Regions from separate parts of the Oryctolagus cuniculus genome. Here all the other regions are linked to region 3. The links are chromatin contacts, called in public Micro-C maps. All regions are on one chromosome and are shown on one strand. The core of a region is the stretch at or near the end of the contact, and the rest is flanking DNA. Distances in the headings are between cores, read along the strand shown. Region 1 holds the start of C10H3orf18 (chromosome 10 C3orf18 homolog). Region 2 holds the start of CISH (cytokine inducible SH2 containing protein). Region 3 holds the start of MANF (mesencephalic astrocyte derived neurotrophic factor).

Evidence for each region. Hi-C and Micro-C count contacts between places; a contact is called where the count stands out from the background.
Region 1: a Micro-C map of ear pinna shows a contact between it and region 3, with 2.5 times the contacts expected there. The contact joins the promoter of C10H3orf18 here to the promoter of MANF in region 3. A contact is called at or near these places in 2 of 6 Hi-C or Micro-C datasets (ear pinna and an unstated tissue).
Region 2: a Micro-C map of ear pinna shows a contact between it and region 3, with 6 times the contacts expected there. The contact joins the promoter of CISH here to the promoter of MANF in region 3. A contact is called at or near these places in 4 of 6 Hi-C or Micro-C datasets (ear pinna, psoas muscle, skin fibroblasts and 1 more).

What each region holds. Positions count from the first base shown.
Region 1 is chr10:98,766,541-98,769,972 of mOryCun1.1, reverse strand. C10H3orf18 (chromosome 10 C3orf18 homolog) reads right to left here and starts at 2,043. Exons shown (of 5, transcript XM_051852410.2): 1 at 1,911-2,043. It overlaps HEMK1 (HemK methyltransferase family member 1), which reads left to right and starts at 1,594. Exons shown (of 15, transcript XR_011379519.1): 1 at 1,594-1,707; 2 at 2,653-3,045; 3 at 3,286-3,377.
Region 2 is chr10:98,725,810-98,728,942 of mOryCun1.1, reverse strand. It overlaps CISH (cytokine inducible SH2 containing protein), which reads right to left and starts at 1,490. Exons shown (of 3, transcript XM_002713219.5): 1 at 1-1,490. MAPKAPK3 (MAPK activated protein kinase 3) reads left to right here and starts at 3,075. Exons shown (of 11, transcript XM_051852385.2): 1 at 3,075-3,133.
Region 3 is chr10:98,165,305-98,168,289 of mOryCun1.1, reverse strand. It overlaps MANF (mesencephalic astrocyte derived neurotrophic factor), which reads left to right and starts at 1,406. Exons shown (of 5, transcript XM_051852398.2): 1 at 1,406-1,458; 2 at 1,460-1,647; 3 at 2,272-2,399. The coding sequence starts at 1,421. It overlaps DOCK3 (dedicator of cytokinesis 3), which reads left to right. Exons shown (of 54, transcript XM_051852375.2): 54 at 1-532.

The DNA of each region.
Region 1 (3,432 bases), core at 794-3,293, 600 kb before region 3:
TACTTAATCCTCTCCGGGGCGCCGAGCTGTCAGAGAGTGTAAGAGTGGTGGCGACCGGCAGGAGGCCGGAGCGGGGCGAGGGGGAAACCCTCAGGTTCTGCAACCCTCAGGGCTGCAGGTACGACCTGAGGTCAGCGCTCGCGGCACACTCCGAGCCGCGGGCCGGGGCAGGTACCGCGCAGCGGCCGTAGCCGCAGCTGCAGCGGGTAGCGCCGGCTTTTCCAGCCTGGACTGCGGTGGGCAGGGCCAGAGTGGGCAGGGCCTGAGCGTCCGGCGGGGGCGAGGCCGCGCCGAGCAGCCTCGGGGGAGCCCCGAAGCTCCAGCACCTCACCTCCCGGCCGCTCCGCGCCCCCAGGCCTCGATTGGCTACCAGCTCTAGAGCCCGCCCGGTATTGGCCCGCTAGCCTGTCGCTCGGCTCCGGCCCCGCCCCCAGCAGGAGCCGGGAGCAGGGAGCCTGGATTTTGGAGCTAGGTCTTGGTTCCCCGAGACCACCTTTCCGCCCTGTGGCACGCGCCAAGGTCGGGCGAGGGGCTGTGGGGGGCCAGGCCCTTCTCGGTCCAGGACTCGAGACCAGCCCTGCGCCGCGCAGACTCGCGCTCCCAAAACACAGGCTAACGCGTGAGAGTCTTTCAGCCTAGGCTGAACTCTGGCCCGGCCCTCTGCTGACTTTGTAACCTTGGGCAAGCTCCCTGGCCTCTGCTTCCTACCGTGGTGGCGGGTCTGGTGTGGGGGCCCCTTGGCTAGAAGTGGGGAGTCTTCAGTCCAGAGAGGTTAGGCACGGGATGGTATTGTTATCTGGCTGGTGTCATCACTGGGCACCCCGACCCAGGCAGGCCGACATACAACCAACCCTTCACGATCGCTAACGTCCTTGGCGTGGTCATCTCAACGGCGAAGTCCTCAGAGAGCCTTTAATCCGCAGGTTTTCAAAGGCGCTTATGGGGATTACGGGGTTGCCAGGTAGAGACGCGGCTCTCCGAGGCTCCCCTGGTCCGGGACATAACACGGCGAGCCACGTGTTTAATAGTAGTAAACAGTGTTCTAGTTAATGGTAGATTCTGGTGCTTGGCGGTGACAAGCCACGCTTTGTGGGACGCTGCCATGAATTTTATAAGAGCAGCAACTGAGGCCCCGAGAGGACTAGGTACCTGGACAAGGCCTGGCGACGAGTCTCCAACTTTTAGGATTCGAACTCACGTCTTCGGCATTCGGTTTCCAGTTCCCTGCTCCAAATCCTGATCGGAAGTGAGCGGGTTAAAACCCGCCCCCAACTCGGGAACCCGGCGCACGGCTCGTTCTGTCGCACCGGCTACGCTAGGCCACGCCCCCGACGTCGCGTCCAGGCCCCGGATCGCCGGTCCGTCGGTGACACGCCCCCGTTCCGGCCAGCTATGGGGTTCCGCCAACACACTTCCCCCATCCCTGTACTTTTCGGCTTATGGGTTTACGGGTATGGTGGGCGTGGAGTTCACAGCCTTCCCACCCTCCGCTGGGGTCTCGGGGTGGGTGGGGGGAACAACTCAGCAGCAGTAGGAACCCTGGAGCAGGGAAAACGGGTCTGCCCGAGCCCTTTCTCAGCTTCCCAGCCCGGAAGCGGGGCTTATGAGGGAGCGCCCTGAAGACTACGCACATCCGGGCGCTTATCTCCGGGCCGGATCTCCAGGGCCGGTTCTCCCGGTGGGTGGGTGGGGCAACCCCTTTGACAGGTATGCATTAGAGTTAGGGATTGGGATGAGGGCTCCTAGACTGCAACACCCTTGAGACCTGTCTGGCTTCGTCCTCCACAGTACTGATGGGGAAGCAGCCTCAGAGCGGGGGAGGGGGCGTCCTCTGAGTCAGTGACGGTGCGGTGGCGCCGGGGTGTACAGCTCCGCGTCTGGAGTCAGGCGCACCCGAGTTCGTGTCCTACCTGGGAAGGTTTCTGGCGGGGTGTCCGCAGGCAAGTCGCTTCCCCTCTTGAGCCTTGCTGCCTCTGAGGATGTTGGCGTTTGGCAGGTGCTGCTGGGTAAATGCTGGTTTGGACCCTAGTCTCTCTGGAAGTAACAGGGACCACTGATTTTCAACCTTCAGTTAAACTTACTTGTGACACTTGGATTATAACATTCTCAACTTTTTTAGCTGGCAGTTTATGCCGATATTAGGTTAAGTTAAAGGGAAATTTCCAGCATCCAAACAGTGGCAGTTCATGCAAATGTCTGAAGCAAAGCTCCCCAGAAAGGAGAGCCTCCTGTCTTTTGTAACATTAGTTAAATTAGCAATGTTGAGTCCCTGCTATGTGCGGAGCTGGTTTCCCGGCCCCTGATATTCCTACTTTGCAACATGGCATCGGTGCTATTTCTGTTTCACGAATGAGGAAACAAATACAGCAATAATGGTTTGCCCCAGGTCAAGGTCACTTACACTGGGTCACATGCAGATCTATCCTACCTCCAAACCCATGCCCTGACCCACCACCAGCCTCTTTTTCAGCAGGTATTGAACTAAGGTTCAGTCCTCTTCAACTAAAAACTTGGAGAAAACAGAACTGGCCAAGACAAGAAGAATCAAGCAGATGGGTGAGGATCTGTAAGGAGTCAAGAGGTGACAGAGCAGAAGCGTGCTTGTCCCACACGGCCCAAGTGCTCACCCGCTTCTCCCCTTCATCCCTCCAGGTGGCAGCCGTGGCTGAGGAACAAGCCATTCTGGAGAGCCAGAGCCTGTGACTGCTCCATCCACCCCGCCGGGGCCAGGGGTCACTCTCAGTACTTACCTCAGCAGCTTCTAGCACCAGGGGGTTTCAGAACATGGGGGCACTCAGGAAAGCCCTTTCCTGGGACGTGAAACTTTGGGGCCGAGTGCTGAGGCCCCTGCTGTCCTGCCAAGGCAGGACGGGAGGCTCCCGGGGCAGGACTTGCAGCTCACGGCAACCCCATCCGGCCTTAGCTGGGCTGTTGAGTGCCACAGGGCAGGTCAGCCACTGGACGGAGGTATTTGAGAAGAGAGGCATCCCTGAGGCCCGGGAATCCAGCGAGTACATCGTGGCTCACGTCCTTGGAGCCAAAACAGTTAAGTGCACTGTTGGTAGGAGGGCTTCACTATGTGCTTAGCTGAGACGGGTGGCATTTTCTGAAGGAATGTCAGATATTTATTCAACAAATGAGTCCAGTGTGTGTGTGCCAGGCACCAGGGGTTCAGGAACGGCCAAGGTGACCAGAGCGGGGCCCGTAGGCATTGTCTGCATTCGGAACCTGGGTTGTGGCCTCTGGACCATGGGAGCCAGCAGCTCACCTTCTCTACGGGGATAGTTTCAGAGCCTGAAGCCGGTTCTTTGGACCCAGCCCCTGACCCCTTGGCAACTACAGCGCATCCAGGAGCTGTGTAGCCACCGATTGCAGAGGTGAGCATCCATGGGTCAGACCTGAGGGCTCTGCATGGGGAGCAGAGGCCCAGCC
Region 2 (3,133 bases), core at 241-2,740, 560 kb before region 3:
TGGGATGGATGCCTCACCCCCGGAGTGGGGCCCTCCCTCTGCAGTGGGAACGGTCCGCTGCCCTACGACTATGAAGTCAAAGGCACTCCACACTTGCTGTGCAGCAGAGCCGTGGGTTTGAACCTGGGTCTTTGTGGGCCAGATCCCCAGCTCCACCCTGGGACTCCACCGTCCCCTCTCTGTGACCGCTTCACTGAACACACTTTCCATGCCAGTCTCACTTCATTGTCGCAGGTACAAGCAAGGGAACTGAGGCTCAGAGAGAGTACAGTGTACCCTGGATCTCACGGCTACTGAGTAGTGGGGTGGCATTAAGCGACCCCCCCCACCCCAGACTTCCTCTCCAGGTGTCCGTGACGTCCCTGCTCCCAGGTATCCTTTAGGTGTCAGCTTTGGGGTCTTCCATGAAGCTTCCCTGGGCGTGACCAGTCAGTGTTGGAGCACCAAAGGTGTCCCCTTGAAAACATCCTCTCCAGGGGGCCGAGGGTAAACCAAAGGGTGCCAGGGGCTTTGGCCTCCATCCATGTTTTGTGACTTTGACACCTGCCTGCTAGGAACAGCGTGCTCCTCTTCTGCCTTAGCTGCCCGCCCGCCGGTCCTGTGCGCCTCTCCTACTGGATCCTTGTCACCTCTTCTGCCCCACCTGTGCCCCGGGAGCTCCCACTCTGACTGCTGGGCCTGCACTGCCACCCTGTGGCACTCCCTCTGGTGGCCTCAGCAGCGGAACCTCCACAGACGGTCTCTTCCAGGAGGACCCCTCTGCACAGCAATGCCTTCCGCATCTGGTCTCTGTCCTCCTGCCAGTGCAGCCCGCCTTCTCTGAAGGGCAGTCCACGTGGATGCATGGGGGGATTCAGCCCCTCATTCTGGGGCTCACTTTCTGGACTCCTTTGTCACTACAAGCTCTTCCAAACACCTTGCTCTTCGTCCCCATGGACACACAGTCATCGTGGAGGCCCGGTGGTGGGATCTGCCACCACGACCCCTCCTTTGCCCAGGCCCAGTTGTCCACGGACAGACTCTTCCACCATTGGGAAGGTGGGTGTGGCAGGGGTTGCTGGGACGTGAGCATGGAGGGGACGCCACATCTGAGTGTCAGTGATGCAGGTGGATGCTGCAAAACAGCCATCTGTGATGGACCCCCGTGAGGACTGTGCGCAGAGGGGCATCTGTCGGCACTGTTTACTTTTTACATTTCTGTGCAGTTTGAGTTGATCACGCCCAGCAAGTTTTACTTATGTGATTACACATTTTAATAAAAAAGAGACTAGCTTAGCAATACAATTATACAGTCTCAAGAGCAGTTGTAATCTAATTCTGCTTTAAAGAAAGAAGACATCTCTGAGCGTGCTCTGAGATGTTCTTGGCTGAGAGAGGGAAACAGCCTCCACCCTCAGCTCCCGAGCTCATCACCTGTGGGACTCTAGCCTCACGTTCGCTGGACTCCAGCCAGCTGTCTCCAAAGGGCAGAGCCTTCTCCAGCCCCCCAGCAGTATGAATGTTTGGGTCACAGGGTTTCCCCCAGAGCCGTGGAATCTAGATCTGATTCTCAGGCAGGGCAAAGGGACACTAATGCTGGGGACAGCTAGGCATAAATGCAAGTGAGAGTGTATGCATGTGTGCGTGGGTGTGTTGTGTCCACGTGTGAGCATATGTGTGCATGCCTGCATGTGTAGATGTGTGTGTGGAGGCAGGGATCAGGCGGGGAGCCCATGGTTTGAGGGTAAGAGCCTGGCCCCGACGTTGTACTTGGGGTTTGGAATGGGGGCACTGTCAGGAAAGCTGCTGATTTCAGGTCTGTCCTCCCTGCTCTGGTCTCAGTGGATTCACGGAGGGTCTCAGCAGAGCCTCTGGTCTGCAAGCAGGGTTCAGTGTGGTCAGCTGAGGCTACTGCCTAGGGTCCCTGGCTTCACAGAACGCTGCTGGCTTGGAGGTTGCCTGCGGGGACCGGCAGGGCCATCAACCCTGCACACCGTGGCTACCCACCAGCAGCGGCTGCTCTTCACTCACTTGCTCATCCCCACACTCAGAGGGGTCATCAGGCACAGGGGAGGCGGTTACCTAGGCAGAAGGGCACCAGGTTCCCACTCACAGCCCGGTCAGAGTGTGTCAGCGTGTGTGTTGGGCGGAGGGCAGGGAGGAAGGCGCCCGTGGATTCGCAATTCTAAAGCTGGTCGAGGACAGGAGACAGACACCTTTGGGTAGAAGTTGCAGTGCGTGCAGTCCTGAGAATGGCCTGTAGATGGCGGCAGAGGCCCGCGCAAAGACCCTGTGCCGAGCGCGTCTCCTCCCTCGGGTTCTCGTCCAGTTTGGGGATTGGGGTGGGAGGTCCTGTACCAAGAGACAACCACAGCCAGGCTCCCTGGGGCTCTAGACAAGATATTTTTCCTCCGGGGGCTTTAGTTTCCTTTGTAAAATGAGCGTTGGTCTGTGTTGAGAACACCTGCTCACAACAGGCCAGGTAGTTTAAGCCGGGATCGGAACGCTGCAGGGCTAGCAGAGAAATCTCTCACGGAGGAGGGGGCGGCGAGCAGGGGTGAAAGGCTGTGGGTCTGAGCAGATGGTAAACCAGGATTTACTGTCCCCAAAGGCCATCGACCGAGGTGGGCCAGGAGCCAAGGGTACGGAAGGGGAGGGTCGCCAGAGCGGGGGGGGGGGCACCTAGGACGAACGAAACAACCAGGCGCTGCCCGCCACTTCGCCGGCGCTTGGTGGAGCCTGGGGAGCTGGGCGCGCCAGCCGCCTGCCCGCCAAGGAGGGCGGAAGCGGCCGGGCCCTGCTGGAGGCCGCCTGGCGGTGTGCAGAGGAAGCACCGGCCCGAGAGAGAAACGAGACGTCCGGCACCGGCCCTTCCTGGGTCTCGGGCAGCCGCGGCGGCCAGCACAGCTGGAAGCGCACGTGCGAAGTTCTTCCTGGACGTCCCGAGGAGGTGGCCGCCCTCCACGGGAAGCCACGCCCTCGCTTTTGTCCCGGCTCCGGGGCGGGGCTCGCCCGGGGACTCCCGCCCCGCCGCGCCCAGCCCCGGCCTGCCTGGCCCTTTAAGGCTGACCTAGCGGGGCCCCAAGTCGGGATGACGCGCGGGGAGGGGGTCACGTGGGTCGCCGGCGGCGCGACTCTCGGCCCAGGGCGCCCC
Region 3 (2,985 bases), core at 157-2,656:
TTTCCCTAACTGGATGACATGGACACATTCCGAACTCCTCCCGCTGGGAGGACCTGCCAGGCTGAGGGGAAGTGAGGCCAGAAATGCGAATCCTTTAAGATTGTGAAACACTGGTTCTCATTCTTTAAAGCTTATTTGTAAATACCTATTTGAATGCTGTGTATTTGTACAGGAATTTGAGCAAAAAATGTATAGAGTGTGATGTCCAATTGGTATTCAGCCCTATAAATGTGTTTTTAATCTCTGGCATTCTGTGCTTATTTAAAACAAGAAGACTTCTAACCATTTCTTTTATGTACTCATGTTTAAAGAAAAAGTGACTTACAAATGATCCTACCTGTACCAGAAAAGCAAAGTTAAAAGGAAAAAATTTGTACCAGTGTCCCAAAAGGTATTTTACTGTATATATTGTGGTAGCATGTTATAAACCCAGCAAGTAAGTAATGTGAATTTTAGATGTAAATATCTGCCACTTGATTTCTCCCCCTCCCTGCCCTGACTGCTGTGATGTGAATTAAAGATGAATACCTGATACCGATCCACTGAATTCACTGAACGGGAGCAGCGCAGGTCTCTCTCAGCCCCTGCCGCCGGGCTCCAAGCCCTTTTTAGTCACCACGGACAGGTCCCTGCCGCACTGAGCCAGCCCTTCCCGTGGTCTGCCTCGGCAGGCAGTCCCGGATGAAACATCCGCCAATGCTTGTCCGCTGACCACGGGACCCACGCAGGAGGGCCCTGGAGCTTAGGTGGGAAGCAGGAGGCGGAGAGCCAGCCACCTAGAGCACACTTCCGGGGCTTGCGAGGGTGATAGCCAAGCCCCCGACCTCAGCGGTCCCGAGGGCAGCCCGGCTGGGCCGGCCTTGGCTCTGCAGCGCGACAGTCTGTCCACTCCGCAGGTCCGGGAAGGGCGCACTCGGGTCAGCCGGGGCAGGCACGCAAGCACCTGAGCCTCAGCCTACTCTTCCAAAGGCTGGGTCTCCCGCCCACGTGATTGTTGTAAAAAAAAAGGAAAAGAAAACTCTTCCAAGCCTAGCCTGCCGCCTCCCCCGTTTCCCCGCCTGCCCTGTAGGGTCTCTGCTGACCCCAGGACTCTTAACCTGCGCCGCGAGTCGGATCCCTGGACGGAGAGAGCCGCAGGTATTTTGGGGAAGGCGTGGACCCTAGGGCAAGGGAAATGCGAGACAACCCAGCGGATTCAAGGAATCCGGACCACACTGGATCCCGCGGCAACCGGCTTCCGCCAAGGCGATTGCCCCTACCCAAGATGGAGGCGCATGCAACTTCCGTCGCAGCCGCAGCGCTTCCTGCGGGCGGCCCGGGTTCAATCAGCGGCCGACAACTGTCTAGGGCTAAAGTGCCACCAACCAATGGGGAAGGGTAGCGTGGAGCCGCCCGTCTGGGCTCCGTGGCACGTGGACCAATGGGAACGCGGCGTATGGGAGGGCGCCGGGGCCGCCCGCCAATGGGGAGCTACGGCGCGCGGCCGGGACTTGGAGGCGGCGCGGCGGCGCGGGTGCGGTTCAGTCGGTCGGCGGCGGCGGCGGCGGCGGCGGTAGAGGAGGATGTGGGCCACTCACGGGCTGGCGGTGGCGCTGGCCCTGAGCGTGCTGCCGGGCAACCGGGCGCTGCGGCCGGGAGACTGCGAAGGTGCGGGGGCCGCGCTCCGCCGCTGGCCTGGTAGCGGCGCTGGACACCGCCAAACCACCCAGCGGCCAGGGCCAGGACGGGCGGGGGCGGCGGCCACGGGGCCCGGCGGGGTCCGCCTGAGGAAGGGCCGCAGACGCCGGCCTAGAAAACACTGGCCCGCTGAGGGAGCATTGAGAGTAGAGCGTGCCGAGAACCTGGCCTGAAAGCCACATCACGCCGGAGTTTTTGTCCCTTCTCATCGCTGTCCGGAAGCTCCCGGGAGCGGTGCGAGGGCCGCGAGTCGGGGTTCAGTGTTGCATTGGGAATGGCCGTTTCCACCGTGATCGTTTCTCTCCCGCCGTCCGTGGATCCATTTATGAGGTCACAGTGAGTCCTGTCTCAAGGACACTTGTGCACTTTGGACTGAAGGAAAGATGTCGGGAGGAGCTTCTGTGGTCGTTAGGGTGATAAGCTCGTGCCCCGTCAGCCCTGGGCGTACCAGGGTACCCGAGCAACCTGGAGCTGGCTTCTGTCCTCGCGTGGACACCTGAGAAAAGCCAGGGAAGGAGAAACCTCCCATGATTGTAGTGGATCGGGGACAGCTGGGTGATGGCTGACATCCTCTCCCCAACTTGTCTTTTTCAGTGTGTATCTCCTACCTGGGAAGGTTCTACCAGGACCTCAAAGACAGAGATGTCACCTTCTCCCCAGCCACTATTGAAAAAGAGCTTGTGAAGTTCTGCCGCGAGGCAAGAGGCAAGGAGAATCGGCTGGTGAGTAGCTGGCGCCCCGCCGGCCCGGCTCGGGTTCCCCCTGAGCTGTCAGGCAGCTTCTAGCTCAGAGGCATGGCCTGGCCTCTCCGCCTCACCGGTCAGCACCTGTTCTTGTGATATGTCCTAGCCCTGTTAGGATTTGTTAAGCACTTACTATGTGCTGGGCACTGGGCGTATAGGGAGAAACACCACAGTGGGTGGGGCGTCGGATAACAGATCAGAGTGTTTGGTGGAGAGGGTGGGTATGGACTTAGACAGAAGGGTCCAGAGAGATCTCTGAGGAGGCGGCGTCACTGAGGTGAGGTAAGGGCACCGCAGGCTGAGGGAGCAGCCCGGTGAGCCCCCGGGAGCCAGAGTGTGTGAGGTGCTCCCAGAGCAGCCAGAGCCCCGTGGAGGACAGGTAGCCCTAGGGCAGGGCTTTTGTAGCGTTAGTTGCTCTGGAAGTCTCTGGTTTGTCTATCATTCTGTTAAAGGTTTGAACCCTGGCAACTCTTAAGTTCATCGGTGAATGGCAGCTCTAGGACCAAGCACGTGCATAGAGACCAGGGCTTGCAAGGACTGAAGCTGACCGCCAGTACAGGCAGGA